3 separate regions of the Mus musculus genome follow, and regions 2 and 3 are each linked to region 1. Evidence: chromatin contacts called from public Hi-C and promoter capture Hi-C data. All regions are on one chromosome and are shown on one strand. The core of a region is the stretch at or near the end of the contact, and the rest is flanking DNA. Distances in the headings are between cores, read along the strand shown.

Region 1 (3,111 bases), core at 103-2,602:
ATGTCATACCAGGGTCTCTCTTGTGAGAGGGAATCTTTTTTAGACTCCATGATGACTTTAAACCTTTAGTGCAAAACCTCAGAAACATTGCCACTGCCACATAAAAGTCACCTGTGTTTTATTTTCAGTGATTCAGCCATAACCAAACTAAAAAGAGAATGAACTTTCAAAGATAAGTGACAGGAGTCACAGCGATGCGATGATCTCGCCCCATTTGGTACTGGCGATCCTGAGCGCTCCAGGACGAAGAGAGCCCGTTACATACAACGTCCCATTCCACTTATGTAACTGGATGATCGCTGGCGAAGGGAGGGGAGGGAGGGTGGGAAGACGCTCATATTCCGAAGCCACAGCACAGCATCCCCAAAGAACCAGAGCACCCTGCGGGCATGGTCTCACGGAAGAGCTTCGAGTGCTGAGGAACGCACAGTCCCTTGCCCACGGTTCCTGATGAGAACTACAACCATCTCTTTATGATGAGTTGTGGGACCTAGGAACATAATGTCTAGTCCTTTTTGTGGGTGGACAATAACCCTCAACTTGTTCCTGCCAAGTGGGGAATGGAGCTGATGGACCGACTCGCTTGCAGTGGGGGCAAAAAGTCACGGAATGGGAGAGGAGGAGGAGGGAGCAAAACCCAGAGATGGGGGTAAGAGCTCAGGAGCCCTTGTGGCGCACTCTCCCAACGGGAGATGGACTGCGCACGCGCGCCAGTCTGTGTGTGTGAGGGGGGAGCAAGTAACGGGAGTGGGGGCGCGCGAGGGAGAAGGGGACAGCGCGATCCAGGGAGAGGCCGGGACCGCGGGCGCGCGACAGTGCCGAGGCCCAAAGCCCCAAGAAGGGCAGGAGCGCGCGCAGCCCCAACTGGCGAAGCCCAGACGACAAGGGCGCTTGCACAGCTGGGGCCTAGGATGCGCACAGATGGGGCGGGCAGCGGGAGGGCGTCATTCGAAGGTGGCTCCAGGGAGATCGCGCTGAGAACCGTCGCTCGCGATTGCGGGAGACGAGTGGAGAAAGCCACCACCGGCGGCAGAGGGAGGGGGAGGGTAGAGAGGAGGGACGCCATCCGCCAGCCGTGTCGCCCGACCCCGCGGGCCCCTCCCGCGCCACGTCCCGCCCCTACCCGCCCCCCAGCAAGGGTCCCCGCCCGCGGCCTTGGCGGTCCCACTCACAGTCTCTCCTCCTCGCCTCCTCCTCCTCCTCCGCTCGGCGCGGCGGCGGCGGCGGCGGTGGCGGCAGCGGCGGCCATTTTCCGGACGGGTTTTACCACAGCCCTCTCTCCGAGAGGAGGGAGCGCGCGCGCAACCGATGCCGGGACCCCGCACGGCAGACGTCGCGCCCCGCCCTCCCGACCAGCCTGTGTGCTGCTGCACCTGCGCGCCCGCGCCCCACCCCTTGCTCTTTGTCGAGATTACCCTTCATTGGTTGTGGAGCCCAGGCTGGGGCGGAGCCTTAGCGGTGACGCCCTCAATTGGCAGGAGTTCCTGTCTGTTTAGGCAGGGAAAAGAGGCGGACCCCATTCAGCTGCGGATTGGTGGAGTTCTACTGTCACTTGGAAAAAAGAGGCGGCTAGGGCACAGAGGGGCTGGTTTTGTGGGCAGCATTTGAATGTTGAGGATTAACTGGGCCCTTGTGGACTCTGGCGCTTAAGGAAGTCTAGGCTCTTGGCGCCTATTAGAGCCTCCCTGCTGAGTAGTTCACCATTGTGATAAGCATTTGACTTCACCAGCATTTCTTTATTATCATTTTCTGTAGAAGTAGCAAAGTTGCCTGTTGAGGAGCCTGGCGTTGTTCCAAGCCAAGGGACTTGTTTTAAAGGGTCTACTGATTGTATTATTACACTAAATTAGCAGATGTCGCACTCTTAAGGCTGACAGTAAAATCAACATATCAAACCTTGGTCTTTGCAGACGTTTATAATGGGCAGATGGTGTGTGCCAAGCCCATAAGAGATCGGTCTGTCATTGTTGAATCAGATGGTTTGATGGAAGTACGTATAAAAGGGAGTGAGGCCAGAGGGAGCATTGTCAAAGCAGCCTTACCCTGATACCAGTCAGCATCCAATGCTCTTTGTGCTAAACAAATGCTCAACAAGAGACTTTCTTTCTTTGTTTGTTTTTTAAACACTATGCAACAAGAGACTTTCTGATTCAAATTTGGCTCCCCTCTCTATTCATTTATTTGCTAGGCACTGTTTTAGTACTGAACAAGGAGACAAACTAGACTCCTGGTAAGGAAGAGTCATACTAAACATACAAGAAAGTAGAACTTAAAATTTTGCACAGAGATAAAGACTTTGAAATAGATAGGGCAAGGACAAAAGAAGTGCTATTATGATACCCTCTAGCTTTTGCCCTCATGTCGTCTCCCAATATGGGTAATTGGGGAAAACATTCTAGGCAAGTTTAAACACTCTAAGGAAGGACTATGCCTGCCTTACTAAGGAGGCCAGTGTGACTGGAGAGAGACCTAGGCCACCAAAAGAACTAGGAGATTATTTTGAGATGAGAAGCCCTTGATAAATATTTGAGTCACTAGCTGTCACCATAAAACCTATGTTGCCAGTGAAGAATGAAGAACTGGCTGGTCCAGAGGTCCTGGCAGCAGTTGAAGAAAGATAGATGATGAAGGCTTTAACCAGGACAGTAGCAGTTGAAATCTGATAAGTTGTGATAGTTAAGATTTATGTTAAAAATTGAGCCAAAAGTATTGGATATCAGATGGAAAGAAAGAAAAAAAATAAGGATGATGGCTGACTTTGGGACAGGATCACCTAAGTGAATATCTTACTACAGTGGGGGAAATCTAGAGGATTTCCCATATGGCCATTCTAAACCATTTGTAATTCTAGTCTCAGGGAATCCTGTGCCCTCTTCTGACCACAGTGAGCACCAGGCAAAACACTTATACACATAAAATACTAAGATAGAAATGTAAAAAACAAGTGGGTAAGAGTGGTAGTGTGTGTGTGTGTGTGTGTGTGTGTGTGTGTGTATGTTGGGGTGTGAGAATACAGGTATTTGCATATACAGAGAATAGGATCTGAACTTGGGTCCTCTGCAAGAGCAACAAGCCATCTCTCCAGCCACACCTTCAGGCTGAGTTTTATTC
Region 2 (3,205 bases), core at 390-2,889, 1.1 Mb before region 1:
GGGGACTCCCTATCCAGCCTTTTCTTTCTCCTGTACCACAGTGCTGCAAACTGTTTCAGAGTGCTATTGGCTATTGTAGAAGACATCTGATCTAGTCTGGCTCTGGTGGCTTTCTTTTGGACTGTTCATTGGCATCATCCTTCCATTTGTTTTACATGAAGCTAAACCTTAAACTCATTTGCAAAATAACATGAAGTATCTTTCTAGATTTGTAGGATTTAGTGCAGTCTGTTACAGTTATCTCACTTATACTAGTTTGAAGTTTGATTTTGTATGTATATGTGGGTGTACATGTGTATGCATGTCTGTGTGTATGTTCACATGGGTATGCTCCTGTGTGTGTGTGTGTGTGTGTTTATGTGTGTCTGTGTGTTTGTGTATGCGCATGTGTGTCAAGACCAGAGATCAACTTCTAGTGTCATTCCTTAGGCACCATACATCGTGTTTTGTGAGACAGGATCTCTTATCAGGACCTAGGATTTAACATGTTCCAAAGCATAGAGTAGTTGAAGACTAATGAGTGAGGAGACTGGATCAGGGCCGTGTTCCATATAATGAAATTTTATCAGGTTTTAATCCAAAGAAGAACGGCTGTGGTTTATAGACTTAAAGATGAATAGGTATTTGAATTTTAACACCACACTACAGTCACCTTTTACATTAAATCATATGCTGGGAGGTGGTGTGGAAAATGGATCTGTAAGCTACAGGCCTTGTTATGCACCTTTTTTTTTCTTTTAAATTTTACTAACGATTAGAACTGAGGAAAATAATAGCTGATGATAGCTACAGTATGTTGTTTTTATGTACTTTACAGTTGCCTCAATAACCCTGTGAGATGGGTAAATGGGGAAACAAACAGGTTAAGTGATTTATCCAAAACCATACCCGTGGTAGCTGAGAGCTAATGAACAGCCTCAAGGAGAAACCTTCTGAGAAACTTGAGCAAGCTAGTTGATGAAATGTGTTTGAAGGCTAATGTCTCCTTCCAGCTGGTGTACTTAATCTGGTGTTATTCCCCAAGCCAAGAAAGATTTCTGATTGTGCAATTTGATAGAGGAGAAAACTTGGGTCCACACATGTGATGAGCAAATAGGAATAAACTCTAAATCTGCCCTACTGCAGAGCTCAGGCCCAGATAGTAACATTGCTCTAATATTTACCCGTTTGAAAAATCAAAGCAAACATTTCTGATGACACTGTTTAATAACTGGCTATGTTTGGATTGTTTTTTTTCCCATTTAAATTAAAAAAATTATATGTATAAGTGTTTTGCCTGCACATGTATGTTTTTGCACACCACCCATTTGCCACGTCAGTGGTGGCCAGTAGAGAGAGGACAGTGGATCCTCGGAGACTAGAGTTAGAGATTGTTTCTAGCTGTATGTGGGTGCTTGTAATAAAACTTAAGATTTCTAAAGAGTACACACTGCTCTTAACTGCTGAACCATCTTTCTAGCCCTTCATCTGGGGAAATATTAATAACAAGAGTTCTTGAGATTTTTGTTTAATTTCCTGAAGGTATGTCTCCAGCGTTTTTCTTAAGCATTTCAATTTCCTCTCTTCTCCAGTATACACTGGAGATGGCAGCTCTCAATCAGAGGTTTGTCCTGCCCACCCCTACCCTCTTGCGTCATACAGTAGTAACCGAAGATTTTTTGGGTTGCCACAACCGAGGGTGGCTTCTAAAGGCTAAAAATCATGGATGCTGCTAAACGACCTATAGTGACAGGTGATATTAGTGCCTCATTCTCAACACACACAGTATTATTATCCAGACAAAAACGTTAATATTAATATTGACAAGCCTTGCTCTAGCAACTTATGTTCACTTGGGGGAACACACACACACTGAGGAGTGTGTCAGCATAGATCTAGTCAGACTGCCGCAGACAGGCACCACGAATACGGACGCATGCACCCGTGACTGCAGCAGATTTCTGTTGCGCAGGCAGATTTGGATCGCTCCTGCGGGGGGGGGGCGGGGAGGGAAGGGGGGAGGGGGCGCATGCGCATGAGTAAGCTAGCCAGCTCCAGGGTAAGAATACACCTACTCGCGCGGCCATTTCCTGCAGCCGCTAGCTCAGGCTGAGGTGCCCGCTATGAAAGGAGAGTACAAAATGGCTGCTCCAGAGACCAGCTTCTAAGGGGCTCCTCCTGAGGCAGTGCTAGCTCCAGCCACGAGATGGCGCTGGAGGATCACAAATGGTCCCTGTTGCGCCAGTGCACTCCCGTTACCCATCCCCCTACTAGTAATGTCAGAGGGCGGTTGACTACAGTAGCCTACTTAGGAGTGACCAAACCCAAGGATAGTCCCCTTTCCTTTGATAAACAGTGGTTGATGGGCTTGAGGACAGACCCAGGTGACAAAGTTAATGTAAATGTCAGAAGCCTTAGGAGCTTTACCCAGTGTTCATTTGATTGTGCAAAGTGGACTAAATGCAGGGATTCTTGAGCTTGAATTTAAGCCCAAGGTAACTTTATGGGACCCTTGGATCACTCAGCTCTTACATGAACAATAATGGAAATAGTTTCCACCATAGACAGTTCAAAGAGTTAAATGGGTTTACATATGTAAAGCATGCAGGACACTGAGGAGTGTGTACAAAATATTATCAAATGCTACATTTATTCTTTATTTTATTTTATTTTATTTTACTTTTAATTTATTTTTTACACTCCATGTTCCATTCCCTGCTCCCCCCATCCACCCTCCAACTGCTCCATATCCCATACCTCCTCCCCACCCCACTCTGTCTCCACGTGGATGTCTCTACCCCACCCCACCTGAGCTCTAAACTCCCTGGGGCCTCCAGTCTCTTGAGGGTTAGGTGCATCATCTCTGAATGAACACAGACCTGGAAGTTCTCTGCTGTATGTGTGTTGGGGGCCTCATATCAGCTGGTGTATGTTGCCTGTTTGGTGGTCCAGTGTCTGAGAGATCTTGGAGGTCCAGATTAATTGAGACTTGCTGGTCCTCCTACAGGATCGCTCTTCTCCTCAGCTTCTTTCAGCCTTCCCTAATTCAACAACAGGGGACAGCTGCTTCTGTCCATTGGTTGGGTGCAAATATCTGCATCTGACTCAGCTGCTTGTTGGGTCCTTCGGAGGGCAGTCATGATAGGTCCCTTTTTGTGAGTGCTCCATAGCCTCAGTAATCAAATGCTACCTTTATAAAACCTTCAAGATAGATAAAGTTCTGCCA
Region 3 (3,468 bases), core at 365-2,864, 1.3 Mb after region 1:
AATACATGTAATAAGTGTTTTTGCAGCTAAAAAAAATGGAAGACCCCAAAGAAATATGGGTGAAACATAAAAAAAGTAAAGTCTGAAAAATTAACTCTGATAGCCAACACGCATTTTAAAAGATGATGAATCTCATTACAAATAAAATATTACAATTAAAGATACAATATTCTATGCTTATAAGACTGGAAAAAATTAAGCAATAATGTTAGACTTATTCCTGATGCAAATGCAGAGGTAAGTATAATCCCATGCTCTGAAGATCAAAATGCATGAAGAGTCTTGAACGTTCTAAAAATTTAAACTAAAACAGCTGATTGTGGTGGCTCATACCTTTAATCCCAAACTTAGGAAGCAGAGGCAAGTGGATATTTTGGAGTTCTGGGCCATTCTGGTCTTCATAGTGAGTCCCAGGCCAGCCAGAGATATAAAGACAAAACAAAAGAAAAAACTAAAACAGAACTATGTCCTTTGTTCCAGCAAGATACCACCAGATAATCTATTCACTAAAATAACAGTAATGTGTCTGGGATTTTATCTCAATGATAAAGCATTCATAAATAAAACAGGAGACCCGAAGTACCACAAAATGAGTGAATTGGTGAGTTAATGAACACAGTACATAACAATATATGATAAAGACCCTCTCCATTCCAAATGGTAATGAGATGAATGTGTTTATTTTTTTTGTGTAGATGTGTACTTTTGTGTAGAAATAATGTGTGTAACAACAACATTGTAAAAGTTAAAAATTACTGACTGGACCCCTTAGTCTACGCAGTCTAATTGCTTAGAATGTCTTTTCCCTACCACCCTCTCACACACATACACACAAACAAACACACACAGAGTTTTGATTAGTAATTATTAATTTTATAAAAATGGAATATTATACATAATTTATATGCTTTTACACTAAGAAACACCTAGTAGACTTTTCTCCATGTCAGTAGAAACAACCTTAATTCATCATTTGTAATATATGTATGAGTTGGGTCATACAAATAAACACAGTCAAAATCACATCTTCACAATGTTGCACTTGACAGAGGATTTTTACCTTGAGTCTGTATGCAGCACACTGAGCAGATCACTCTGAATATAGTTCCAGGACAATTCCACTGCACCAAGGTAGTATCTTCTGATGGCACTAGAGCAGAAATTGAAAAGGCTCAGAAAGAAGCAAGCGAAGAGTGCTATTTGCATGGCTTTTATTACTAGAAAATGTTCAACTAAAGAAATGAAAATTTAACTCTTCTCTAAAATAACTTTAGCTTTTAAGAACAAAAAGAAAATGTAATGATTTAGTAAAAAGTCCTAAATATTTTGCAGAGCATTTTCTGGAAGTTTATCTACTGTGAGTGAAAGTAGCATTAGCACAAAACAGATCTGAAAGGATTACTTCCTTTTGGGTAGTAGGAAGCAGGCACAGGAAAACTGGAATAGGAAGAGTGGCTGAGCTAAGGCTTAACCCATTTCCTGCTGGGTGCATCCTAACAAGTTTGAATCCTTAAGAAAAGGAACAGAATACTGAGGAGGGGCGTTCAGGTGTATTTAAATTCCTAGCCTATTCTAAAAGACTGTTCCTTGGTACCTGTAGCAAAGAAACTCTAGATAGTGAAGATTCTGGAGTCTGCATGGAATGTAAAAGCTTCCACTTTGGGATTCACCAGATTCCAGCCTACTTTCTCCGCAGAAACTTTCCAGCTGCCCACATGGCCTAGAGATCCAGATAGGATACCTGTACCATATGTTTTATTTGCTGTTGCTTTTTTATTAATGATTACTATGGGAGGCCCCAGGTAGTCATAGGCAGAGCTACTCTTGGACAGGTGTTCTTGAATTGTATAAGAAAATAGGCGGATCAAGACATAATGATCAGTCAGTAAGCAATGTTCCTCCATGATCTCTGATTCAGTTCTGGCACCCAGGTTCCTGCCCTTTTGAGATTCTGTCCTCATTTCCATCAGTGAAATTGATTAGTGAATTGTTTATTACATGGAAGTATAAGTTGAAATAAACCCTGTTGCTTTTGGTCATGGTGTTTTATTACAGCCAGAGAAACTTTAACTAAGACACCCTCCCTCCTCAAAAAGCTGGAAACAAACTTATCATATGACCCAGCTATATCACTCTTGGGCATACATCTAAAAGGATTGTACATTCCACTATAGAGATACTTGTATATCCATATTCATTGCCATTCAATTCATAATTGAATGAAAAAGGAAAGAGCCAACATCCACCAACTGAAGAATGGATAATGAAAATGTGGTACATTCACACAATGGAATATTTATTACTCAGCTGTAAAGAAAAATGAAATTAAATTTGCAGGTAAATGGATAGAGCTGGAAATAATCATTCTCCATAAGGTAACCTAGACCCAGAAAAACAAATGCCTCAGATTCTCTCTCACATGTGAATGCTAACTCTGAATCTTTAGATATCTGTCTTAAATTGGAGTATCCATAGAGATCAGGAAACTAGCAAGGGGCCAACAAGGGAAGGCAGATTTCAAGGGAAATGGGATATACTGCAGTTGATATGAAAAGGGAACAGGAGAAGTTGAAGGGTTACGTGGGGTAAGGATAGGAGGGCAGGAGAGAGAAGTGAGTATGGGTAGTGATTATTAACACTAAAGATACTTGAAAAAAATATGAAAACCTACTACTGTAGAAGCTTTTTAAATAAAATATACATGTATACATATATAAGAATTTAAATGGAGTTACCCCTACATCAGGATGACAATGTCCCTACTAAACACTGCAGGGTAACAAATATAAAGCCCAGTGCCAGGAATGGGTCACCTCTTTTGGAGTTTGTTGGCTCCATAAACCCCCAAACATTATAAGGTACTGCCAATTTTTTGGCAATCTACAGAACTTCATGGTTAAGATCGTATTGCTGATGACACAACATAGTTGAGTCATAAAACATGGGGAAATCAAGCTGGCACTGACAAGATTTCACAGTGCTGGAAGGTTACATGTGTGCTATTTGGGGTGACAAGTTATTGACAGTCTTACAAAGCATCTAAGAACCCTGTGAGGTACTATATAATGACTGATATGTCAAAATAGCCTCATTGCTATGGTAGTGGCATAAATATAGTAGGAGTAACTAATCACTTCATGTTTGTATTTAAGGCCCACTCCACAGGATAGAACCGATACCTGTTAGAAAGCCAAAACCCCATGGCTGCCTAAGTCATAGGGAAGAACTGCTTTCCTAAATGGACACAAAAATAAACTGTCTCCTCCCAATTTTTTTTACTATTATACCGATAAAATAGGGGATCTTTCACTCCTCATCTAAGAATCTTCTTTTTTCTAATAGACTCACAACTAGTATATGTACAGAGGATAAGAGGCAATAAAGTGCTCAATTCTAATTGAGATATTTGTATCACTCCCCTCTCCAGTCCCAAGGGATCGGAAGTCCTGTTTGGCCTCAGGTACTGCG

The links. Promoter capture Hi-C pulls out the DNA fragments that hold promoters and counts their contacts. Hi-C and Micro-C count contacts between places; a contact is called where the count stands out from the background.
Region 2: a contact with region 1 is called in a Hi-C map of cardiomyocytes, with 5 times the contacts expected there. The contact joins the enhancer-like site here to the promoter of Mecp2 in region 1. A contact is called at or near these places in 2 of 39 promoter capture datasets (the 3T3-L1 cell line and pre-B cells), 2 of 484 Hi-C or Micro-C datasets (cardiomyocytes and uterus) and 2 of 115 datasets of contacts at active chromatin or transcription factors (astrocytes and large pre-B cells).
Region 3: a promoter capture Hi-C map of erythroid cells shows a contact between it and region 1, with 34 times the contacts expected there. The contact joins the promoter of F8 here to the promoter of Mecp2 in region 1. A contact is called at or near these places in 4 of 39 promoter capture datasets (the C10 cell line, erythroid cells, hippocampal neurons and 1 more).

The regions. Positions count from the first base shown.
Region 1 is chrX:74,084,338-74,087,448 of GRCm38.p6, forward strand. Mecp2 (methyl CpG binding protein 2) reads right to left here and starts at 1,353. Exons shown (of 4, transcript NM_010788.4): 1 at 1,173-1,353.
Region 2 is chrX:73,006,147-73,009,351 of GRCm38.p6, forward strand. The region is part of intron 12 of Zfp185 (zinc finger protein 185); the gene reads left to right. Among named protein-coding and RNA genes, the nearest start is that of Mir2137, 16 kb to the left of the region's middle. Within about 2 kb of position 1,640, at least 324 of the 459 cell types and tissues checked have an H3K27ac peak or open chromatin away from gene starts, as enhancers often do. A contact at or near this core is called in cardiomyocytes, pre-B cells and uterus, where this site is marked.
Region 3 is chrX:75,378,427-75,381,894 of GRCm38.p6, forward strand. It overlaps F8 (coagulation factor VIII), which reads right to left and starts at 1,615. Exons shown (of 26, transcript NM_007977.2): 1 at 1,061-1,615. The coding sequence starts at 1,206.